2 separate regions of the Danio rerio genome follow, and region 1 is linked to region 2. The links are chromatin contacts, called in public HiCAR-type maps. All regions are on one chromosome and are shown on one strand. The core of a region is the stretch at or near the end of the contact, and the rest is flanking DNA. Distances in the headings are between cores, read along the strand shown. Region 1 holds the start of rps6ka3b (ribosomal protein S6 kinase, polypeptide 3b). Region 2 holds the start of zgc:112982.

Region 1 (2,863 bases), core at 63-2,562, 150 kb before region 2:
ATGCCAATTCATTGGAGGCAGCCTAAATTCTTGCGTACTTTCCAGTGCATGTGTGTCATATGATGTTACCCAAAAGTGATGATGGGTTATGATGCATCAGTCTAGACACTGACTAACAACATTTACTACACGTAGCCTAATATTTAAGTGTGCCCATTGTTGGTTTCGGTGTACATGGAAAAAATGCAGTGAAATTAACATTAAAAATAACTATTAATTATTTTTCATTTATGTTTGCATATGGACAAGAAGTTAATATTTTGTGTCCAAAATTAAAGTCTGAATATGTAAAATAGTGCTATTGCTGACCAGATTTACTACTAGTTTCAGATAAAGTATAATACTGTGTAAGAATTTATTTTTATATAGGCTAAATATGTTACCACAAGGGACGTCACGGTGGTGCAGTGGGTAGCACAATCGCCTCACAGCAAGAAGGTCACTGGTTCGAGTGAATGCTAGAGTGTATGGGTGTTTCCCGGTGTTAGGTTGTGGCTTGAAGGGCATCCGCTGTGTAAAACATATGCTGGATAAGTCGGCGGTTCATTCTACTGTGGCGACCCATGATTAGTAAAGGGACTAAGCAGAAAAGTAAATAAATGAATGAACGTTACCCCCAAAAACATAGGTTGATATGCAGTGGAGTAAACTCTACTTAGAACAACTCTATTTGTGCAGAGGGATGTAAACAAAAACAATGGTCCCAACATATTTCCTGCTTTACATTTTTATTTTCTATAGCTTCTGAGAATCCAAAATAAGCCACATATTGATAAATAATGCTATGATAGCTGTTTTAACATTAAGTTATTGAAATGCCTCTTGTTACAGTTATAAAATAGTTCTAACAAGAAGGAAATGTTCATGGGCCAATGACATGACCACACTGAAATGGTATATAATTACGAGATATAGGCCTATATCATCTAGTGGTCATAAAATCCTCTCAAAATACAACATATTAATGAATAAATATGGTAGGCTACAGTTTTCTTAAAAAAGTTATCCGTATTACAAATATACAGAAAAGAGATTATAGTAAATAAACGTGATTATTATTTAAATACGTACATTTAGTCTCAAACACAGGTGGAGGAGGTAAAGGATGCATTGCGCTCTCACCTGTCCGTCTATTTGAGCGCCACAGCTTCAGCCCCGCCCTTCTGTCAATAAGTGACAAGCGCAATAGCCAATCCGATTCGTCACACTGGAAGAAGCGGAAGTGAGTAGAGCGCGTGAACGTGTGTTTTTTCTGTCAGAGGGGAGAGAGCGAGAGAGAGAGGGCGACTGGCACGAGATCAGGGGCACGGTCATTTTATTCCTATGGAAACGCTGCACTGACTGGCAGAGGTGAGCGGAGGAAAAGGTGGCGGCGCTTTTGGATGCGCAACGGATACCCAGCTTTCTTCACTCAGTGTCAAAAGCGCGGAAACAACCAGACGTAATTTCTTCAAAGTGCCTCAGAATTTCCCTTTTGAGTCTGATTTATTTAAAAAAGGAGCCTTGCAAAAAGTGAAGATGCCCCTGGCACAACTAGTTGACCCTTGGAGAAAGATGGCAATCGGGAGTGCGGCGAGCGAGGTGAGTCTCCGCTGCATTCACAGGTTTAAATCGCTGACATGTTCATAATATAAGCAGCACTTCTGTTTTTGACGCCGTTTCGTTTCTGTGTGGCGTTTGTGTACAACCTGTTCCAGATCTCTATCTGTATATCCGATGTTGGGGATTAGCGGTTATAGCGTGTGACCCGTGCGCGTAAATGCTTTTAAAACGATCCGCATGTCAAAGGCCTTTCACATTTTTTGACTTGTAGTTACTTTGGAAGTAGCATGCGAATTCATATTGTATGATATGTTTTGTTAATGGACTTTAAAGTTTTGATGAATGAGACTACAACGTAATGTTCGTGGATCTCAATCTGATTCGTGCTGATGATGACAGTTTGGTGGTGATGAATCTGTTCATCTTTAGAATGAATCTTTGCTTTGTCACCGAGAAATGTAAATTTAGTTAACACTGAACTTTAAAATATTTTTTTGAACTAAAGAAGGAAGAAACTGCCATAAATTGTCATACAGAAACCCTTTAAAAAGTAATTGTGTAACAATAGTTTATAGTAGATGGCAAGAAAATCTGATGACAAGTCATTTTAAATAAATACAGTGCTCAGCATACTTAAGTACAGCCCATTTTAAAAATGGGATATTTGTATCCATTTCCAATAAATTTTGGTGCATTTAAACAAATCAGATTTATTAAACGGATATATTTATCAAAATAATATTTTAGTCATCAAACATGTTTAGAAATTGAAATAAAGCACAATTAAAGCAAACAAATTATTGCAAAAAAGAAAAAAGAAATTACAACCTACAAAATGTCAACCAAATTAAAAAAAAACTATTTATTTTTGCATTTGTATTTAATATTTTTCTATAACATAAATTTGGGTGTACTAGTTTTTGGACTGTTATCGTAAGTTATTTTGTTAGATAAGCTCCAGATTTGGCTTCTAATGTAACGACTAATCTAATGTATATGCACAAATATAATAATGTATGGCTTTCTATCAAAAATATTAATTTAAATGATTGACTTGTAAATGCTGAGCTATTTTGCCACTATCCTATAAAGCTATAGGTTTTACTCAAGAAGTGTTTAGTGATTTAAAATCAAAATGGATCTAAATTTATTTAATCACTTCTATGTATCAGGTCAGAATGTTTCATTTGAACTTAAAACAACTGTTATGCTGAATGATGAAGTAATGTTATGTCAACCAAATATTTTGTCAACCAAATGTTTTATTTTTCGCTAAAGTTAATGTCTTTGGATACAGGATCATTCAGAAGAGTTCCAAAGT
Region 2 (2,820 bases), core at 37-2,536:
AGGGGGATAAAACAGCATCATATAGCCTCAACAAGTTTAAACCAAGCATATAGGGAACAAAGGTGGATAAGTGACTTTGAATTTCAGAAACTGTTGATCTGATGGGATTTTAATCTCAACCATCTTTAGAGCATGGTAGAATAATATTAGAGAAAAAATTACATGCTGGTTTGAGCTAAAAGAGAGACTACAGTAACTCTTTTAAATGTAAACGCACCAACATATACACAGAAAACAAAATCTATGATTGTACAAAAATGTGCCTGGTCTGGGGATGAGTCTCAATTTCTGCTGCTACATTTAATGGTATGGCCTAAAATTGAGCTAAAACAACATGAAAGCATGGTTTCAAAGTGCCTTGAATTAACTACAGTCTGTTACTGGTGGTGTGGAATATTTTCTTGGCTCACTGTACTAAACTATTTGAGATGTAAGAGCTGGGGCCTGTACCATCAAGCTGGATAGCCAGTTAAGTTTCAGTTTAGTTTGCAGCGATCTTGGGTGTAGGTATCATGAAAGCAGCGTGTCTTTAATCAGTTTTTTGTTGCCATGGTGTTATGGAGCAGCTGAGTCGCCTGCATGGTACCTAAAACCCAGAACAAAACAGAAACTAAACTGACTAGCCAGCTTATCTAGCTTCATGATACAGCCCTCTGATCTGATTTAGAGGACAATACTTTTGAAAATAAAGTTCTTTATTGTTATCGATGGTTCCGTGAGGAATATTTACCACTTGTACATCAAATTTTTTAAAAAATGTTACCCATAAGGGCATATAAGAAAAAATGTCTGTGTTCGAAAACCAACATTTGGTTGGTCACAATTCACGGTATTAACAAAGCATTAAGTAACACCACTAGCTTAACAAACTACTAAAATTATCTGTTATAAGGTGGAGGTTGGGTTTGGGAAGGATTTGGGATGCAAAATAAGATCATACTTTTTAACTAGTAAGGAACAATCATGTCTTAGATAATAAGCTAGTTAATACCTTGAATTGTGACCTAAACTATAGTTTTAAACTAAAATTAAAGTTGTTTTTTTTTTGTCATCAGATCTAATAACTTAAAAAAAAATACTTTTAAGGATTTTAACCATTTCAATTATTTTATTTAAAAACTACATAAACTAAAGACTAAGCTGTCTTTCCTTATAATAATAAAAATATACATATATTTAAAGATGTTTTTAATGGATTGCTTCTTTAGGGGCCAGTGGCTCGCGCAGGCGCTCTCGAGTGCTGCTGGTGAAAACGAGGCTTTCACTCATTCACTTCCGGCTCAATCTTGTGTATGCATCGCTAGGGCAAGTTGGTCGTGTGGTTATATTCATCTGTCAACAATCCATCCATATTTGATCCGTCGTATTGACTATGGCAATATCTCAATCTGTTATTTAATTAAATGTTCCATAGTCCGTTGTTTTCTATCGCGAGAAACTGGTATTTTGGTGGACGCATCGTCTAGCAGTTTGTGGAAGCCATCGCGCGGGGTATGTAAGGCTAATGCTAATCGATATAACATTCAAACTGTTGTTTTATACTTGATATTGTGGTTGTTTGTATGCGTTTCTCTATTCTTTAACATTTTTATTCTATTCTGGGATTGCTTAAAGTTTCTCATCCTTATTGATCGTGTTATTGCTCGGGCCTTTTAAATTTCCGAACCCTCCATAATTCTAAGAAATGTCGAGAACGCGCAGCACAATGATTAACTTAAGCTAATCTAGCACAGCGAGTTACAGTGCCATTTGGAGTGTTTTAACTGTTAATGTTATTATACATGCGCTGTGTTTTGATATTGTCTTTGTGGTTTTGTCAGATTTCGGAAAGATGTTAAACTAACGTTACTTTAGTTCAGCCCTTAATACGCTAACGGTAACGTTAGTTGTGGTAATTATTTATGTATTATTATTTCTCTTGAGTGTTATCTATTTTAACATGATATAAAATAAGTGCGTTTTTAATATCAACAGTATTTCCTACACCGCTGTTTTTCAGGCCTAAAATTATTGTTCCAATATGCGACCAAAATCTTTCGACAATGCTTGCAAAAAAAGGCATTTTAATGATAACTCGTAACTAGGGCCAGACGGAATCTGCGGGCATTTTTTGCTGTTTCTGCGCAGAATTGTGTTAAAATAATTTTGGGAGTATCATAACTAAAACCTCAATATATATGAAATAAAAAGTAATACATTTTTAACAGTTATTTATTGTTTACAATGCAAATCCAATAAGATCCACTTTATTTGGTAACAAAGCAAGTCTCTCATATAATATTCTACAAAAAGTCAGAAAATATTACTTTACAAACTTTATTGTAAATAAATCATAAATATTTTCATATTAGTCAATAATATTACTGTAATTAGTTTAAAAACAATACATTTACACAAGTTAAAAACAGAATCGATGATGGGTTAAAAATCTGCGGAATTCTGCGTGTGCAGATTCCATGTGGGCCTACTCATGACCAAGATGATTACTCAAACCTTTCTCGAACAAGGCGCTATTAAATTAGGCGATAGCACTACCTTTGGCACACTGAGTGCTTTGTTATTGTATTACAATTATAATACCATTAAATTTAGCTTAAATATCTATGTCTTAATTTTAAAAAATGCATATCAATATTTCAATATACAAGTCTTTTTCATCATATTAATAATGAATGACTAGACAATAATAGAAAATCATAGTTTCATTACAGAGAATGCGTGCAAACAACACAATTTTAAAGTTTTAATTATTTCCATGGTGTGATGTATTGTAATATTTCTAATATTGTGTTTGTCTTTAATTAATTCATGCCAAATGTC

The links. HiCAR-type assays count read pairs that join an accessible place to other places.
Region 1: a HiCAR-type map of caudal fin shows a contact between it and region 2, with 6 times the contacts expected there. The contact joins the promoter of rps6ka3b here to the promoter of zgc:112982 in region 2. A contact is called at or near these places in 5 of 18 Hi-C or Micro-C datasets (caudal fin, embryo, hematopoietic stem cells and 1 more) and 3 of 4 datasets of contacts at active chromatin or transcription factors (caudal fin, embryo and gastrula embryo).

Annotation. Positions count from the first base shown.
Region 1 is chr24:28,191,419-28,194,281 of GRCz12tu, reverse strand. rps6ka3b (ribosomal protein S6 kinase, polypeptide 3b) reads left to right here and starts at 1,312. Exons shown (of 21, transcript NM_001083026.2): 1 at 1,312-1,581. The coding sequence starts at 1,519.
Region 2 is chr24:28,038,016-28,040,835 of GRCz12tu, reverse strand. It overlaps zgc:112982, which reads left to right and starts at 1,286. Exons shown (of 13, transcript NM_001430902.1): 1 at 1,286-1,491.